Linked DNA regions of Mus musculus: regions 1, 3 and 4 are each linked to region 2. The links are chromatin contacts, called in public promoter capture Hi-C maps. All regions are on one chromosome and are shown on one strand. Each heading gives the region's core, a stretch centred on a gene start, on an enhancer-like site or on the middle of the called end of the contact. The rest is flanking DNA. Distances are from core to core; before and after follow the strand shown.

Region 1 (4,454 bases), core at 1,379-3,878, 870 kb after region 2:
TTCTGAGTTCGAGGCCAGCCTGGTCTACAGAGTGAGTTCCAGGACAGCCAGGGCTATACAGAGAAACCCTGTCTCAAAAAAACAAAACAAAACAAAACAAAAAAACAAACAACAAAAAAAAATTGCATAAGAGCATATGTTTGCACCAAGAATAATAACAATAATTGATGTTATTTTTGTTTGTTTAATTTGAGGCAGGGTCTTAAATAACCTAGGCTGGACCAGAACTCACTATGTAGCTAAGGATGTCCCTGATCCTGTTGCTCTACCTCCCTGAGTGCTGGGATCTCATGCTAAGCATGTGCATATGCAGTCTGAGCCAGGCCTAGTACTCAGTCAGGGCCTCAGGTACACTAGGTGAGTGCTCTTCCAACCAACCTACAACCCCAGCCCATGGCCAGTGCTCACAGGGCTCTCCTGCACTCCCTGCTCCACATGTCCTTCATGTAACTCATATCAACTACCACAAACTCCTCAAACATGCCTACAGAGTCAGGTCTAAATTCCTTGCTTAGAAAGGCAGGGTACACTGTAGTCCGGGCTCCCTGAACAAACTTAATCTGGAACTGGAGCTAGAGCCCAGTGGTAGAAAACTTCCCCGCTACACTCAGAAGCCCTGGCTTTGTGCCTCAGGACTGCAAAACAGACATTAATTTGACTTGATTCTGAGCAATCCTTAATTCACCTTCCAAAAGAGCTCTCTGTTCCCCAACCTCTCCCGCACTGACTACACAGCTGGCCTCTGTGGACTATGCCCAACCACCCTGGTCCTCAGAGACCACAGAAGGTCAATTCCTCTGAAATTTCTCTTCAATTGGGACATGGACTAGCTCCCAAAGAATAATCTTAGCCGGGCGTGGTAGTGCACACCTTTAGTCCCAGCACTCGGGAGGCAGAGGCAGGCAGACTTCTGAGTTCGAGGCCAGACTGGTCAGCAGAGTGAGTTCCAGGACAGCCAGGGCTATACAGAGAAACCCTGTCTCGAAAAAACAAACAAACAAACAAACAAACAAACAGAATAATCCTGGGTTCCTTATCCAGAGTCACACTATAGTGGACTAATTTCAAGAAACAGAAAGTCATTTCTTGGGAACTAGACTGTAAGCTACTGGAAAGGAGGGCCAGAGCCATTTTCATTCTTTTCCCTTAATTAAAACAATAGGAAAACAACCTACAGACACTGGACACTTGTTTGGGCACTGGTCACTCATACACTCCACCTCCTCACTGCACATAAGAGTCCATTTCTGGGGCTGGTGAGATGGCTCAGTGGTTAAGGAAACCGACTACTCTTCCAAAGGTCCTGAGTTCAAATCCCAGCAACCACATGGTGGCTCACAACCATCTGTAATGAAATCTGATGCTCTCTTCTGGAGTGTCTGAAGACAGCTACAGTGTACTTACATATAATAAATAAATAAATATAGTCAATTTCTGACCTTTTATTACCTCTGCCTGGCAAAGACTTACAATGGTTCCTTTCCTCCTTCAAAGCTTTATTCAAAAGCCATGTCATTGGGCAGTGCCCTTCACTCAGTTCTTTTTATCACATTTCACTTACCTTAAAAAAACTTTTTTTTCCCTCGAAAAAACTAAAACAAAAAAAAAATTTTTTTTTAAAATTTTGTGCTGGATGGTGGCAGCCCACACCTTCTAGCACTTGAGAAACAGAAGCTTGCAGATATCTTAGTTTCAGGCTAGCCTGATCAACAGAAGGACAGTCAGGACTACACAAAGAATAACACCTCAACAAATTAATTAATTTATTAATTTGTTAACAGGCCTGTGGCTCATGCCAAAAACTCAGAAGATAGAGGAAGCAGTTCTGAGTCCAAGGCTAGCGTGGCCTACACTGTAAGTTCTAGGCCAGTCAAGGCTACATAATGACAGTCTCAAAAAAAAAAAGATTTAATTTTTATTATTTTAAATTATGGATGTGTGTATACGAGCATGTGGTGTGGTGGCAGCAGAGGCCAGAGGCATTGGATCTCCTAGAACTTTAAATGGGCTCCTAATTACTGGACCACCACTCCAATCTCCCTCTCCAATTCTTTTTTTGGGCCGGGTTTTGCTATGTAGTTCAGGCTAGTCCTTAACTCCTGAGTTCTAAGTGATCCTCCTTCCTCAGCCTCCCGAACGCTAGAATTACAGGTGCAAGATGCCAACCAATTCTGGCTCGCATTTACTACTAGCATATATTTCATTTATTTCCTGCATGTTAAATGATTCCCTCAAAGACATGTACACCGAGGTTCTACTTCACCCTCACACCTCCAGTCCTAGCACCCTAAACTTGACTACACAGCATCTAGCCTGAGGGCTCCGCCCTCCGCTGCAGGCCCCGCCCCCGATGCACTACAACTTCCCGCCCACAGGCCCGTAGTGACCCTGACCCGGTCCTTAGGCGTCCTCGGCCCGCCACGTGACCACGACTGCACCCCACGCTCGCTCCCCTCCCCTATGTCCCAGGCTGCGCAGTTGGCGCTCACCCTCCGGGTCCTTCTCGCGGTAGCATTGGTAGTGACACTCCACCTCCATGTTCTCCAGGAAGGACTTCACCTGCTCCTCGTCCTGGAAGTCAACCAAGCCCGCCATGATTCCGACTCCCACAAATCGCTTTGTGGCTCCACCCTCAGTTACGTGAGCCAGCCCAGGGGCGGGGCATGCCGGCGGCGTGCGTGACGTCAGCGCTCCTCAGTACGGGGGCGGGTTGGAAGGAAGGAGACGATTACCGCTTCCCATCATCCTTTGCGGTGGTAGCTCCCCACCCCCCCCACCCCTCCAGGCTTTTATTCTTCTTTTTGGACAGCCCTCTCCCAGGTTTCTGCGTCGGTTTATCTGAGGCCATACTGCCCCTTAATGGTTTTCTCCCTGTAGTCTGGATCAGCCAGACATTCTTCAGTTCCGGTTCTAAAGCCGACACAGCCGGGAGCTCAGGTCCCAGCCTTACCAAAGCTTACAGCGTTGGGCTGCAGCTCACCACCAAGTACTCTGAAGCATCGTAAAACAGAACTTGAAATCTATTCCGAAAGCATTCGTTCATTTGGGTGGCAAGCATTTTGAATACCTTGTGTGTCCCAAATATGGCCGGAAAAACCGAAATAAATAAATCTGTGCAATTGCCACGGGATGCCCTTATCTCTATATTCTTTGTAGACCCATCAAAATCATCCATATTAATATGACTGCGAGTTATGATTAGAACACATCAGTGGTCGGGATTATAGTGACAACATGGTCACTATAATAGTTTTAGAACAGCAGCATGGCGGATTGAAGCCAAGGAACACTATGAAGTCATATGATGCAACAGATCTTACCGAAGAGGTTTATTGGGGCAAGGAGAAAGGGAAAGGCCGATTGGGAATGGACTCATGGTTTTAAAAGCAGTTCCATGACACATCTTTCACAGGATAGCACAAGCTCTGCGTTACTCCAGAGCCTCTGGCTAAAACTGACTTTTATGTATGGCTTCTCCTGTTTTTCCTTTGATAGAATCTCACTTTGAGACAATCCTCCCCCCTCAGCCTACTGAGTACTGTTGCAGATACAAGCTCCCACATCCACCTATCCGTGTTCTTTTTATCTTGTTTATATCTGTAATCACTAGAGGGAGCCCTTAGAATACATGGTCCAGGATGAGAAGGCCTGACCTTTACTTTGGAGCCTCCCTCCTTAACCTACTCCTACTGGATACATCTAGAAGCTTACTTGCTTTGTTCTGTATAACTGAGACAGGCTGACTCCATGACAGGCTTCACATTGGCAGTTCAGGAGACTAGACATAAATCTCTGTTTCCAAGAACTGAGCAAGCCCAGGCCTCAGAAGAGGCCACACCACCTGGCCTCCAGGAGTTCCAGGATAGCTTGGAAAACAGTAAGCCATTATTAAAAAAAAATAATAATAATATTTAGGCTGAAGAAGTAGCTCATCTGTTGGAGAACTTGCCTGGTCCCTTGGGTTCAGTCTTCATCATGTCCTAAAACAGGCATGGTGCAATCCTAGCACTTGTTGAGGTAGAGGCAAGGGGGGTCAGGGTTCAAGGTCATTCTCAGTTGCATACCAAGTTCTAGGCCAGCCAGAGAAACTTCTTCTCTTCTCTTCTCTTCTCTTCTCTTCTCTTCTCTTCTCTTCCCTTCCCTTCCCTTCCCTTCCCTTCCCTTCCCTCCCCTCCCCTCCCCTCTCCTCCCCTCCCCTCCCCTCCCCTCCTGTCCCCTCTTCTCTTCTTATCCTTTCTTCTTCTTCTTCTTCTTCTTCTTCTTCTTCTTCTTCTTCTTCTTCTTCTTCTTCTTCTTCTTCTTCTCTCTCTCTCTCTCTCTCTCTCTCTCTCTCTCATTTTCCAGACAGGGTTTCTCCGTAGTCCGGCTGTCCCAGAACTCACTCTGTAGCCCAGGCTTTCCTTGAACGCAGAAATCTGCCTATCTGCCTATCCGCCTGCCTCTGCATCTGAATG
Region 2 (4,555 bases), core at 63-2,562:
AATATATTCATTCTGTAAGTATTTTTACTCTAAAGATCCCTGACTAATATAGCAGGGGTAGAATGTTCTCCTGGCATGCACAAAGCCCTAGATTTTTCTCTACAGTAAAACAACAAAACAAAACAAGAAGTATATGAGTTCTTTTTGCCTGCATGCATATCTGTGTACTACATACATGTCTGGGGCCAGGGAGGCCAAAAGAGGATCACTGGGTTCTTCTTCCCCTTCTTTTTCTAGATTTATTTATTTATTTTATGTATGTGAGTACACAGTTGGTCTTCAGACACACCAGAAGAGGGAATCAGATCTCATTACAAATGGTTGTGAGCCACCCTGTGGTTGCTGGGAATTGAACTCAGGACCTCTGCAAGAGCAGTCAGTGCTTACCCGATGATGAGCCATCTCTCCAGCTTTCCCAATCACTAGGTTCTTAAATATAGAATTCTTTGGCCAGGTGTGGTGGCTCTCACCTTTAACCCAAGCCCAGAAGCAGACAGATCTCTGTGAGTTAGAGGACAGCCTGGTCTACCTATATATAGCAAATACCAGAACAGCCAAGGCTGCAAAAGAGACTCTGTCTCCAAAAAAAAAAAAAAAAAAAAAAAAAAACAAAAAACCCAACAAAACTTATGTTACAATTTAAAAAAAAGTTTTATGTAGCACCCACTACTCTCAAACTCATTATGTAGTCAAGGATTATCTTGAACTTACAAAAAAAAAATTTAGTTTTAGTTATATGTACTTTAGTGAGTATGTCTGAGTGGGGTGGGAATATTTGCTCCTAAGTGCTGGTACCCTCAGTTCTGATGGCCTGGAGTTACAGGCAGTTGTGTGCTCCCCTACCCTCCAGATCCTCTTGAAGATGTTTTTCTCTTATTCTCTCTGTCTGTCTGTCTCTCCCTCCCTCCCTTACACCCACCTCTAAACCCCCCTCCCCTCCGTCTCTCTGTCCCCCCACTCCCCTTTTCTCCTTCTCTCCTTTTTTTCTTTTCTTTTTTTTGTCAGTCTTACTTAGCTGAGTCTGGCTTTGAACTACCGATCCTCTGGTCTCCCAAGTGCTGGGATTACAGGTATCCACCTTCACGCCTGTTTTGGATAAATAATCTAAATATTCACGCTCGCTTTCTCAGTTTTCTGCCTCCATAACAGCCCGCCCTATACACAATAGGCGAAGAGAGAAAGAAACAAAGCATGCTTGACTAGGATTGCCAGGGGCGTGGGTCCACCAGCTGCACAGAGGAGCCGCACCTGGCCCCGCCCACTCACGCCCTGGTCCCGCCTAGGCTCTCGGAGACCCCGCCCCCTGCATGCCGAATGCCATATAGGCGACTGACGTCAGGCCGTTTGTTGTCATTGGCGGCTCCCAAGATGGCGTCCATCGTGGAAGGGCCGCTGAGCAAATGGACTAACGTGATGAAGGGATGGCAGTATCGTTGGTTCGTGCTGGACTACAATGCAGGGCTGCTCTCCTACTACACGGTGAGTGGCTGAGGCCGCGCTGCTGGGACGGCGAGCTACGCGGAGCCGGGGCGGGGGTGCTCCGCTGAGAGACCGCCGTACGCGAGGTTCCCTTGTGGAGGAGGGCTTTGCGTGCGGGTAGCCAATGACCAGAAGGGAGATGCGGACCCAGCCAGTGAGCAGCGCCGGCCGGCTGATTTATGGGCCGGGGGCGAGCCGGGTGTCTCAGGGAGTGGTTCTGTGACTAGGTAGGGTCTGCGCTGAGACGAGGTACGGGTGGGCGTAGTCCCGGTGTGGCAGGTCAGCCTAGCTGTCCACACTGTGCGTCTCTCCTGTCCCCAGCCCGGGCACTGGCCGCACCCCTTAGCTTCCCTCCAGGGCTCGAAGAGCGCTGCCTTCTCGGAGCAGTGGTCAGAGGAACCTGGCCAGGTCCAAAGGTGACCCGCGTCCACACCGTGGGCTCTGAAATCCCATCAGTCTGTCCAGCAAGGCTGTCCTACTGTGGGGATGCACCCCTCTTTCCAGCGGGGCACGAGTGTAACGGACTCCGTAACTTTTGAGAGCAGAGGATTCCCTCTGCGCGAGTCTTCTGGTTGCGGAGATGTAGAAAGAGATGGTGCAGTTGCCCTGAAAGTTGTGTTCTGGAGAGGACCGACTTCGCTGTTGTTGACGCGAGTTAGTGGCCCAGGGTAGGTAGATGAAATGCTGTGGAGCCTATGTTCTGACCGCCTCTTCCACCTCCTTCGCATTAGAAATGGAAGGTGGGCGGTGTTGGAGAAATTACTAACGGGGCCACTTTCTTTGAGCTGTATTGTTAATAATAGCCCGTGAGAAGAAGAAAAGCACCCAGAAGGACAAAATATAGAATGTCTTGAAGGCTTTAGAAAATGATAGAAGAAAAACGAAGAAATACGATTATGGGAGAAGAGTTAGTGTGGATGAGGGAAGTAGGGACACATAGTTATTCATTCATTTAAAAATATCATTGAGTTCCTGTCCTGCGGGTCTTCATTCCAGCAAGAATCGACAGCTGTGTAGACGCTGCCTCTCTTCTCGAGCTTTTAGTGTAGTCTAGTGGGCACCTTAATTCATTTACTCTTAATAAATTTGCAAGGTAGGTATTCATTATTCCCATTTAATGCTCCCATTTTACAGTTTTGGAATCTGAGACTCCAGGCTTTTAAGTAATTAGCTCAAGATCACATACACAGCTGTAAGTGGTGGAGTCAGGCTTCCCATTAAATTTCTCTTTTGCTACAGGAAGTAGAAAAGTACATGCTGTTAGGCAGGTCTGCCAAACTACAAGCGTTGGTCACCTTTATCATTCTTTGGATATGAACTTATGTTCTCTGTGTCTTTATTATTTTTATTTTTGATGGAGCCCAGGGCCTCGAAAATGCTAGGTCAACACTTTACCACTGACCCACATTCCTAGCCTCTCTTCTACGTAATTTTTAAAGGATCAAATTTTAATGAGACACAAACATATTGTTCAAAGCTGAATACAGTAGCTTGTATATGTAGCCTCTTAATTTTAAGGTCAAGCCAGGTCAGTGTACCTAAAGAGACCCTGTCTCAAAACAAAACAAACAACACCCCAAAACAAACAAAACCAAAAAACAACCCCCAACCAAATATATTAAAAAACAAAAAACACACACACATCATACTATGTCAGATGGAAAAGGAACAACTACACATTTTATCTTGAAAAACTGAAGAATTATGAAATCCCACGACTAAGATAAATAAAGAATAATATCAAATTTCACTAAATGTGATAATCAGCAAACTCTATGGATCCTAGCCAGCATATTCATGATGGAGTAATTAGTAGCACTGTAGAATTAAGTTACTCTTCAAATCCCAAAATTTGTGTGGTCTGAGTCTAGGGCCATCCTAGAGTTAAAATTCTAGGGAGCCCTTAGCCCAGATAAAAATATCCTTTTTCCTTGTTTTCTTTCTTTCCTGATTTTTTTTTTAAATCTTTTATGTCTTCTTGTCCTGTAGATTTAGAGAGTTTGAACTCCTTGTCCTTCTGACTAAATAGAAGTTTTTCATAGACGTCTTTCTTCTTCCTTAATACCTGCCTTCTGAGATTAGATTCTCTAAAGCATTATCTTTGTCAGAGGAAGAGGGGATCATATTTCTCAATGATGGCTGTTTTAAAACATTTCTCCTGTTGTTTACTTACAGGGAATTGTACTATCTTGTGAAGCTAGAGTGGTAATCACAAGGAGAGAGTAGGAGTCGGATTGAAGGTAGGCAGTGAGTTCTGTCACAGTTTGAGTGCATTAGCGTTCTGATGGGTCTATCTGTAATTTGCGTGTAGCTAATTTTTACAGCCACACCTTCTAGTAAGAATATCTGAACTGGTTGTGCCAAATTTTTTTTCTAATGCATTTAATTTTCAAAGAATAAAACACTCAGACAGTTTAAATACAAGCTCAGCAGAGTGACTCTCAGTCAGTCAGCGATGGTGCCATTGAGTGTTCTAGTTTCTTTTCCTCTTTTCCAAGAGGAAGAAGGCTCTGACACTTTCTCCATATTTAAATTTCTTATCCGCAATAGAATCTGCATTTCTTGTGGACGCAAGGACTTCTCTGCATCTGTGTCAGGAATTTCAAGTCCCAGTTCGTCCTCCATGACATCGACACTTGGTTCTTTATAAATTTACTGAGAGAGCTTTTCTGGGTCAGTCTCAACATAGAGTTTCAAGACAAACAGCCTGTGCTTCTTGATTCCCTCTAAGTCAGGGGGGTTCGTACTGGTGGTACTAGTGTGTGACCCTCCCAGGCACCTACGCTTTCAAGCACTGGGCTGGCTGCAGAGCCCTGAGCTTGGTTTAGTTTCCCACAGGGCACAGAGTTGTGCCAAGTGGCTGTTTCAAGGCCAGTGTTGGAAGCTGGAGTAGTGTTCGAAGGCCAAGGGCAGGCAGCAGATATAGGCGAAAAGGACATAAGCTGACATGGCCACACCAACCCAGGACATACTTGCCAATTGTGCCACATTTAATCAAGGTAGCAAATAGTCTCTTTGTTCCTTGTTTCCAAAATTACTTAAGATCTAGTCTGGCTCTGTGGTTGTTGATTCCTTC
Region 3 (4,821 bases), core at 1,457-3,956, 900 kb after region 2:
ACACACACGGTGGAACACCATAAAGAAAGACACCTTATATTAACCTCTGGCTTTCACATGGGCATATGAACCTGCACACACCATATATATAAAGAAAAAACAGTGTAGTGATATACAATTTTAATTTCACTTTGGATGCAGAAGTAGATGGATCTCTGTGAGTTGGAGGCTTGCTTTGTCTTTATAGTGGGCTCCAGGTCAGCCAGAGCTAGTAAGACCCAACAAAACAAAACACCATCATGTGGGCTGGACATGCTCAGTGGTGGAACACTTGCCTAGCATGTCTGTCTGACCTGTCTAGGACTCAGTCCCGACATTCACACACACACACACACACACACACACACACACACACACACACACACACACACCTGATCTACAGTGTAGTTCAACTAATTTAAATTCATTCCTGTCTAGCTTGCTAATGAATGCCTCCTACTTTTCTAACTGCTGGCCTGGCTGCTTCCCCAGCAGTGTACCCCAAATACTTGCTGTTTCTCTTGGCCATGAGCTCATGAGCCATCTCTTTTCATGGCAGCTTCTTCTTCCTCTTCCTCCTTCTTTTATAAAAGAAATATTTATTTTATGTATATAAGCACATTGTAGCTGTCTTCAGACACACCAGAAGAGGGCACCTGATCAGTTTACAAGATGGTGTAAGCCACCATGTGGTTGCTGGGAATTGAACTCAGGGCCTCTGGAAGAACAGTCAGTGTTCCTAACCACTGAGCCATCTCTCCAGCACCCCCCTTCTTCCTTCTCCTTTTCTTCCTCCTCCTCCTCCTCCTTCTCTCTCTCTCTCTATGTCTCTCTCTCTGTCTCTCTCTGTCTGTCTCTTCCCTCTCATTCTTCTCCTCTCTCTCTCTCTCTCTCTCTCTCTCTCTCTCTCTCTCTCTCTCTCTCTCTCTCTGCAAACATCAATCAGCCAGGTAACTCAAAACTTGCCTACCTCTAATCCCTCCAGTAATTGGTTGTACCATTTTTACTTAACCAATAGCTTTAAGTTAAGGAACAAGGTTTGCACAACAAACGCTGGTAAATGAGAGAATTAGTACAGAATTTAGCATCACAATACACAGCCTCCCACCAAACAACCATCACTAGAGTAATCAAATCCACAGAGATTAAAAATCAGGACTATGCTAGCTTTGGGTGTGTCTCAGTAGTAGAGAGCTTGCATAGCGTGTGTGAGGTCATCAACTTAATACCCAGCACTGCTGCAACCTCCAACAAAAGGTAGCACAGTACTTGCCAAGGGACAGTGAGAAAGAATATAGGGATAGACATTCAGTTTTGCAAGAGCGGCAGAGTCTGAACAACTGAGGATGTTGCCCAAGAGGAGAACACTTGCACAGCATGTGCAAAGCCTTGTAGTTAATTCCCACTACCACAAACACGATGGAAACAATCAAGTGGCAGCCTTCTGGAGTGCCTGTTTGGCGATGGCTTCACCAGTACTTAATCCTGCCTGACCTGTATACTTGATAGTGATTAAAATGGAAGATGGTCCAGTGGCAAGAGGCTAGGGGGTTAGGTCTCCAGAAGTGTGCGCTCTGGAGAAACAGTGACACACTTCCTCTAACAAGGCTACTCTTCCTAGTATCACCAACCACCATGGGCCAGGCATTCAAACACAGGAGTCTATGGGGGCCATACCTATTCAAACCACCACAGCAGAGAAATGGAGAGTTGAAGCATACCTGGACTACATAGTGAAGGCTAGCCTGGGCTACAGAAAGGAAAAAGTATACAAGTGGAGTTATAGGTAGTCTGGAAGTCACTGTCAGTGATGGAAACTTATATAGATGTTCTGTTTTGTCCATTTACTTTGTCAGTGATTTGAAGGCAAAAATGATTAGTTAAATGAGCATGAAGAAGGAAATATCGGAGGCCTGAGAAGAGGGACTTGAAGTAGCTACCTAGAGGGTGGAAAAATATAGCATAGCTAAACACCATTTACATAAGATCAAAAGAAGGCAGCCAAGAGATGGCTCATCGGTTAAGAGCACTGACCCCTCTTCCTGAGTTCAAATCCCAGCAACCACATGGTGGCTCACAACCATCTGTAATGAGATCTGATGCCCTATTCTGTGCTGTCTGAAGACAGCTACAGTGTACTTGGATATAATAATAAATAAATCTTTAAAAAGAAAAAAGAAAAGCAGGTTAAAGAGGGAAAGCTCCATAGTCAAAATTGAGATTGTGGGGCCCGAGGATGTGACGCAGTAGCAGGCAGAATACTTGCCTAACATATGCTATGTGGAGGGACTCTTTCTCACAAAACAAAACGAAAACAACAGCAAAACAACATCATGTAACAGAATGCTAAAATCACTAAGAACGTTGACAACAAAAATTAATGACTAAAAAAAAAAATTAATGACTATGAATCAGAAGTTAAGTTTTGAAGAATGAGGGTAAGCGCTGCAGTCTTCTGGAGGTAAGATTTAAAGCTCTTCCAAACGGAAAGACTACAGCCTCGTCAGAGGGCGTTGGCCCCTTTAAGGGCTGGCGTTTGAGAATGGAGTCTACGCCGGGACGGGGCGGGGTCTTCAGGGGGCGGGACCACTTTGGGGCGGGGCGAGACATGCAAGGGAGAGAGGGGCGGGACTTCTAAGGGGCAGGGCGCGGTAGGCTCAGGGAGAGGGGCGGGACCTCGTGCGGGGGGGCGGGGCGCAGCAGGCGCGGCGAGCGAGGCGGAGTCTGTGTTTCGGTCAGGTTGCGGCAGCGGCTGCTGTAGTTCAGAAGAGCGAGGCCGAGGCCTGGGCCCAGCCCGGAGCCGCTGCCTGACCCGAGCCTCCTGGAGCCCCCGAGCCGGCTGATCTTAGCGGCGGGCTCGGGCTCCGCCTGCCACCGCACGCAGGACCGAGGCTGCATGCCGGAGGACCAGGCCCACGCAGCCATGGTGAGCTAGCGCGGCCTGCCCCCCACCCCCCGCAGGGTGGCCCGAGGACGCCGGGCAGCCGTCTCACCCTTCTTCCTGCACCCTCCCTCTGTCTCCTCCGGCTCGCGTTCCCCATCCACCAGTAGGAGCAAACCTCTTTGGGAGACATCCCTTAATCCCCCTTCTTTCCGGTGACACCCTTTTGTCCCCCGGTGACAGCCTCCTTCGCATTCTCCTCGTCCCCCCTTCCCTGTCTTTAACCCTCCCCTTTCTCCTCAACCATTTTAACCTTTCTCCTCTATGGTCGTTAGTCACCCCCACCCCCCACTTTTCCTTCCCACACTTTGCTTCCTTTCCCTCCTCGACCCTCTTCACCATTTTATCTCCGGCGCCCCCTCTTCCCCTTGGTCCTCGACCATCCGCATTTCCTCTGCCCCTTGTCGGATGTCCTCCGTCGCCGGCTCACACATCTGTCCCCATTTCCTTGTGCAGGTTTCAGAGGGCTAAGCAGGAGCAATTGGAAGGCAATTGCTACCCGGGAGCTGTTGGGCGGGTACATACAGATTAGTAACCTTTCTTTCTCCGTTCTGTTTTGGAGTGGGGAAGTGAGGGGAGATTGGCGGTATGGAAGAATAGTCTGGAAGCTTTACTACTTAGTGTCATTGCAAAAACCTGAGTGGGGTGTGTTACAGAGTACATCCTGTAGCCTTATGTGATTATCAGGCCTTTTGACAGAAATAGCCAAAAAGGGTTGTTACATTTTTATTTTGAATGTGTTTTCATGTGGAGTTACCGTTAGGGAAATTAAAAATCTTTTGTAATTTGCAGGCTTGACAGTTGTTGCTCAGAGCACATGATTTGTTTTTGTTAGGAGGCAGAGACCAAGGGCATTTGAGGTCTGAATATCAGCCTGGCAGTCAGATTGTGACAGTCTTTCGAATACCTTCCTCCGAAAGGTTGTATTTGTCCTGTCCTTTCTGTCCTTTCTTGGAGAAACCCTTTCTTTGCAAATTTTCCTCTGCTTCAAAATGGCTGTGACTACAGTCCCATTTTTAAGTGTTATCCGCGTTTTGCTGTGTATATATTGAAAGCATTGTTCTATCCTATACAAAATAAATGTTGATCTCTGGGAGGAAATAATACATTCTAGTCAAAAAGACTTGTTGATAATCATAAGTTCCTAGGTTGTATTTCCCTCCATCTGACTTTTAGGAAGGTAACCTACCGTCTGGTGTTTAACCGGGAAACACTCCCTCGCTCCCTGACTCTGCTGATCCTCCATTGTCTTTTCCCAGTGACTGCCTCTCACTTGTTCCACTGTTACTGTGTGCTGTTCTGTTCCTTCCCAAGGAGAGTCAGAGTCTGGAAACAACTGGGCCTTACTTAATTCCCTGAGTTCCCAGTGCCCAGGTCAGGTAGACTCTTGAATGGTTTGATTTATGATCTCATTTCCCCACCTGTCAAGTGCAGTCTTCCACTGAAATTTGAGGCACCTTGCAGACTACTCAGGGTGAGTTGAAGCGTCTTTTGGTGCAAAAAGGAGTAGAATAAGATGTAGTGATGATTCTTTTCAGACTAGAGAGCCATCCTGCTGGAGAAGGTACCAGGCTGTTAGACTTTTGGAAATGCAGGCCTTTCCACGGAGACTGAATGAGTTATTCAAAGGATGGGGAGTCAAAGGCGTGATTTGAGCTGGGCCTAAAAGATGAATAGAATTTATGTGGCTCATTTGGGAAAGAAGAAGAAAACTTCACTTTAAGTGTGACTGGGAAGAGATTTAAGATCGGCTGTGAAAGTCAGGTGCTCCTCTAGGCCCAGCACTGGGGAGGCAGAGACAGATGGATCCCTGGGGTCAGCCTAGTCTATAGAGTTCCAGAAGAGCCAGGGCTGCACAGAGAAACTGTTCTCTGGGGGAAAAAGATTTGTAGTGAAGGATG
Region 4 (4,753 bases), core at 1,689-4,188, 620 kb after region 2:
TAGTACTCAGTAAGTATTCATTTAAATAAAATGGGAATATCAACTGAATGATTTATCTGTAGCAAATTCCTATTTTCCATCAAAGCTTCTATAATCCTCAAATAATCTAACTTTAAGATAAATGGTGTTTAAAGGGCATTTAAAGTCGTAAAGATACTAGGCATGATGGTGCTCAATCCCAGAAGTTGAGAAACAGAGGTAGGCAAATCTGAGTTCAAGTCCAGCCTGGTCTATATAGAGTTCTATGGCAGCCAGGGTGACACACTGAAACCCTCTCTCAAAATTAAAACAACAACAAAAACCTTATATAGTCATTTTTGGAAACTAAAAAAACTTTCATACAAATTCTTGGATGTATGCCCACTCTATGACTCGGTAATTCGTATACCTATCAGAAAAGACATGAACCAAAGTGTTCCCATTAGTAGTATAGAACAACAAAATTAATCAAACTATTAAAAAACTTGCACTGTTGTAGCTTGGAATTGTATTTTCCCAAAGGTCACCTGATAAAAGCCAGGGCTGCCATGTGATAGGCTTTTGGGAACTGATTGGCTCACAGAGTATCTGACCTCTTCAATGGATTAAAGGTTCACAAATTGATGGGCTACTTGGGAGATGATAGAAATTTTGAAATCTCTTAAAATCAAGGAAACAGGCGTTAGAGAGATGGCCCAATGGTAAGAGTACCTGTTGCCCTTGTAGAGAACCTGAGCACCCACACAGCAGCTTAAAACCAACTTTAACTACAGTTCCAAGGAATAGGACACCTCCTTCTGGCCTCTGGAGACACCAGGCACATACTTCATATATAGCCACATACATGACTTAGGTAAAAGGAGTAGATCCTTAGGGACAAGCCTTTGGGGTGCCCTTATCTTGTCCTAACATGACCCTAGACAGAAATATCTGAAATTGTAAGCCAAAGTAAATCTATCTTCCTTGTTTTTTTTTTCAAGTACTGTGTCATAGCAACAGAAAGTTGGCAAACACATGCACACAAAATGTAGGATTCCTCACAAAATGAAAAGATGACAAGTTAGATGCCTACAGTACAAAAGGCCTGCTACCTGCTGTCCTTAGGACTTCTTTCCAGAAATCCTAATTATTCATCAACTTTCCACTGAGGAATGACACTCATATAAAAGCATGTTGAAATGCTAATACACAGCTCAATCAACTACTCTTCCACACACCCCCAACCCCCCCCCTCCATCAGCAAAATGATTTTGATTATCAGCAAAAATGGTGAATGGACTGGGGAGCCAGGAGGATTGGTTTGGCAAAGAGAAGAGTTTGACTTCTAGCGATATCCATGGAAGGACACCACAAGTCTGAACCCAGTACAGGAACCATACCCAATGCAAAAACATAAAAGGAACCTTAATAAAAGTTAAGCCCAAACTCTTGACACATGTACCTCATTTAAATCTTTAAAGTAACCCCAGAACAATGTAAATTCATAGAAGATGCTCAATAATAAATATTTGCTAATGAAAGGGAGATGTTATCTTTGTACAAGTTAAGTCTGAACAGTCAGATACCAATAAGCTACCTTACCTTATGTATCATCGTATCACCTGTGAAAATAGTATTTACTTCTGGCAGCTTATTATATACAGTAATATATACAGCTTCCCAATCAGAGTGGCAGGTCCACCGGACCCATTTCCTAATCCACAAAATGGAAAAATAGTATCTCTTTTTATTCAACCAATATTATTTGAGGCCTGTGTGCTAAGCACTGTTCTAAGATAATCAGACTAAGAGAAAATACGGTATGATAAACCAATGCCCATCCTACTGTAGCCAACTATTGAAACAATGGATTCCAAGAAGTTTGACTTGTCCCCAGAACTTCATCCTGAAGCCAGAGGAACAACTTGTCTATAGGAAGGATTAGCAACAACAGTCTGGAGGAGCCTCTCAGGAGAGGGGGCTGAGATGTGTGTCTATAAGTGTTCCAGGACAAACGGGGCTACAGAGAGAAACTCTGTTTTGAACCCCCCTCCCGCACCTTCCCCAATCTAATTCTGAAAAAACAGGGTGTGGTGGTGCATGCCATTAATTCTAGGGCCTGAGGCAGAGGCAGTCTCTAAATTCGAGACCAGCCTGGTTCTGAGCAAGCTACAGGACAGCCGGCTCTACACAGAAAAATGTCTAAAAACCATTACAGTAGAAAATAATTACGATTATTCGACTTCTATGGAAAACTAAAAAGACCTCGTGACAGGAATCTCACAGCTCAAAGCTTAGAACTCCCAATTTCTCCAATTGTTAAGAGAAGGCTAGACCCAAGAAAGTAGAATACGAGCCATTAGATGTTTTCTCCAGTGATTGGAGATGAAAGCTCACTTAAGGGCAAGCCATGTGGAGAGGAGACGCCAAAGTCCCAGAAAGTGACTTAGAGAAAGTCTGTCTCTGGGCGGAATCACCAGTAAAGCGGAGAGCAACACCAGCTCCGCGGTTCCAGAGGAAAGGTTGCGAGTGCTTTTCAGAAGCAGTGCACGCGGAGAGCCAAAGCCTTAGGCTCCCCACCGAGGGCCGGCGCCACCCGCTTCTCCGAGGTCTCCTTCAGTGCAGGAAGTGTTCCTGGAGCTCCGGGGAGGCGAGAAGGTTTACAGGCTTGCGAGCGGTGCCGGCACCGACGGCCCTAGGTGCACGTGTATGCAGTCCGTGGACAACGACCCGCACTCACCTCGCCGACGCTTTGCAGTCCAGGCACTGGAGTAGCTGGGGGACGCTCGCTCGTCCAGGTCTGGCTCCTCCGGGAGACCACGGCTACAACACGTAGTCCCAGCTCTCAGCTGACTAAGAACTGAAGGCACAGGAGAAAACTTTTCGCGCCACTAACCGAAACCCCGCCCACAGTGTGATTCTGATTGGCGTTTCGGACACTCGCCACGCCCTCCCGGGGGTTCATGACGTACTTCCGCCAATTTGCTTGGGCCCTCTCTGGTGCGGGGTGTGCGTATTCCGGCGAAAGAGTTCTACGCCACAGCTTCCGGTACGAAGCTGGTGGCTTTCCGCGGTCGCAAGGGATTCCTTAATGTTTCCCTAGCCTCCGGTAGTCCTTTTTTTTTTTTCCCTTCTTTTAAATAAATACTGAATGTGACGTATTAAGCAAGCCGACGGAAATAGAATTGAAAGAGTTCTAAAATGGCGAACCGTACAGTGAAGGATGCCCACAGCATCCATGGCACCAACCCTCAGTATCTGGTGGAGAAGATCATCCGGACGCGAATCTATGAATCAAAGTACTGGAAAGAAGAGTGTTTTGGACTTACAGGTGAGCGACAGCGCGCAGCCCGCGTCTCGGCTTACGGGTGGTTTCTTCTGTCTGAGTGAGGAAGGACGGACCCTTTGGGGGTGATACTGGAAGAGTATGTCAACTATTCATATAAACTGCTCTGTGCCTGGACTTGTACTAGACGGGACACAGACAAATCTGACACGATCTTTTTCTCTTTTCTCTTTTTTCTTTTCCGTTTTCCGAGACAGGGTTTCTCTGTAATAGCCCTGGCTGTCCTGGAGAACTGCTGGCTTCGAACTGCCTCTGTCTCCCGAGTGCTGGAATTCAAGGAATACACCAGCACCGCAGGGCTCACCGGTCTTTCCTTCTTTCTTTCTTTCTTTCTTTCTTTCTTTCTTTGGGGGGGGGGGGGGGTGGGCTCCGAGACAGGGTTTCTCTGTAGCCCTGGCTGTCCTATGTCCTGGAACTCACTTTGTAGACCAGGCTGTCCTCGAACTCGAACTCAGAAATCCGCCTGCCTCTGCCTCTGCCTCCCAAGTGCTGGGATTAAAGGCGTGCGCCACCACGTCCTGCTTGACCGGTCTTTCTTTTTTTTGTTTTGTTTTTCGAGACAGGGTTTCTCTATAGCCCTTGCTGTCCTGGAACTCACTTTGTAGACCAGGCTGGCCTCGAACTCAGAAATCCACCTGCCTCTGCCTTCGAGTGCTGGGATTAAAGGTGTGCGCCACTACACCCGGCTTGACCGGTCTTTCTTGATGCTGAAGGATTTCTTTAGTTTTTTTTTTTTTTTTTTGAGCCATTCCATTTTTTTAAATTAATTAATTTATTTGTTTATTTATTTATTGATAGTCTGCTGGGTCCTAGATTGTTTATCTCAGGGACCAGATAAGGGTTCCTTTAATGCAGCTTGAAGATGTTCAAGGAACTTCACCATTCCTATAATAAAATTCTTGCTGTTCTTAAATGGGTCAGTAGTTTCATTTTTGACCTGCTTCCCCTAGTCCTTTAGGTTTCTGTTTTGTTTTGGGGTTTTTTTGTTGTTGTTTTTTTCCCCTGAGACAGGGGGCCTTGGATGGCCTGGAACTCTCTTGAACACACAGAGATTCATCTGCCTTCCCCTTCTGGTCCCTAGGATTAAAGGCATGAGCCACCTCGCTGGCTCCTAAGTTTTTTAGAGTGGCTCTCTGTCAGCTGTCGTAGCTTTGTTCAGCTTCACCTGGTGTGACTCTGGCTGTGGTTCTTGAGCATGTAAAATCACTTAAGCTCTTTTTTGTTCTCATTATCCTTAGCTGGAAGCCAGGACAATGATTATTTGTTTTTTTGTTTTGTTTTAGACAGGGTTTCTCTGTGTAGTCCTGGCCCTGGCTGTCCAGGAACTCACTCTGTAGACCAGGCTGGCCCTGAACTCACAGAGATGTGCCTGCCTCTGTCTCCCGAGTTCCGGCATTAAAGTTGTACACCACCCCAGACCAGCATCTGGTAGTAATAAGAGGACTTTTC

The links. Promoter capture Hi-C pulls out the DNA fragments that hold promoters and counts their contacts.
Region 1: a promoter capture Hi-C map of pre-B cells shows a contact between it and region 2, with 3 times the contacts expected there. The contact joins the promoter of Coa7 here to the promoter of Osbpl9 in region 2. A contact is called at or near these places in 1 of 39 promoter capture datasets (pre-B cells), 1 of 484 Hi-C or Micro-C datasets (pre-B cells) and 1 of 9 other capture datasets (adipose tissue).
Region 3: a contact with region 2 is called in a promoter capture Hi-C map of pre-B cells, with 4 times the contacts expected there. The contact joins the promoter of Zyg11b here to the promoter of Osbpl9 in region 2. A contact is called at or near these places in 3 of 39 promoter capture datasets (liver, neutrophils and pre-B cells) and 1 of 9 other capture datasets (adipose tissue).
Region 4: a contact with region 2 is called in a promoter capture Hi-C map of liver, with 4 times the contacts expected there. The contact joins the promoter of Prpf38a here to the promoter of Osbpl9 in region 2. A contact is called at or near these places in 4 of 39 promoter capture datasets (liver, neutrophils and pre-B cells) and 1 of 9 other capture datasets (liver).

What each region holds. Positions count from the first base shown.
Region 1 is chr4:108,326,326-108,330,779 of GRCm38.p6, reverse strand. It overlaps Coa7 (cytochrome c oxidase assembly factor 7), which reads right to left and starts at 2,628. Exons shown (of 3, transcript NM_027250.4): 1 at 2,490-2,628. The coding sequence starts at 2,595.
Region 2 is chr4:109,199,029-109,203,583 of GRCm38.p6, reverse strand. Osbpl9 (oxysterol binding protein-like 9) reads left to right here and starts at 1,312. Exons shown (of 24, transcript NM_001368727.1): 1 at 1,312-1,479. The coding sequence starts at 1,369. It overlaps Gm46867 (a long non-coding RNA gene), which reads right to left and starts at 1,391. Exons shown (of 3, transcript XR_001784406.1): 1 at 1,335-1,391.
Region 3 is chr4:108,298,975-108,303,795 of GRCm38.p6, reverse strand. Zyg11b (zyg-ll family member B, cell cycle regulator) reads left to right here and starts at 2,706. Exons shown (of 14, transcript NM_001033634.3): 1 at 2,706-2,905. The coding sequence starts at 2,876.
Region 4 is chr4:108,577,521-108,582,273 of GRCm38.p6, reverse strand. Prpf38a (PRP38 pre-mRNA processing factor 38 (yeast) domain containing A) reads left to right here and starts at 2,938. Exons shown (of 10, transcript NM_172697.3): 1 at 2,938-3,289. The coding sequence starts at 3,160. It overlaps Orc1 (origin recognition complex, subunit 1), which reads right to left and starts at 2,820. Exons shown (of 17, transcript NM_011015.2): 1 at 2,699-2,820.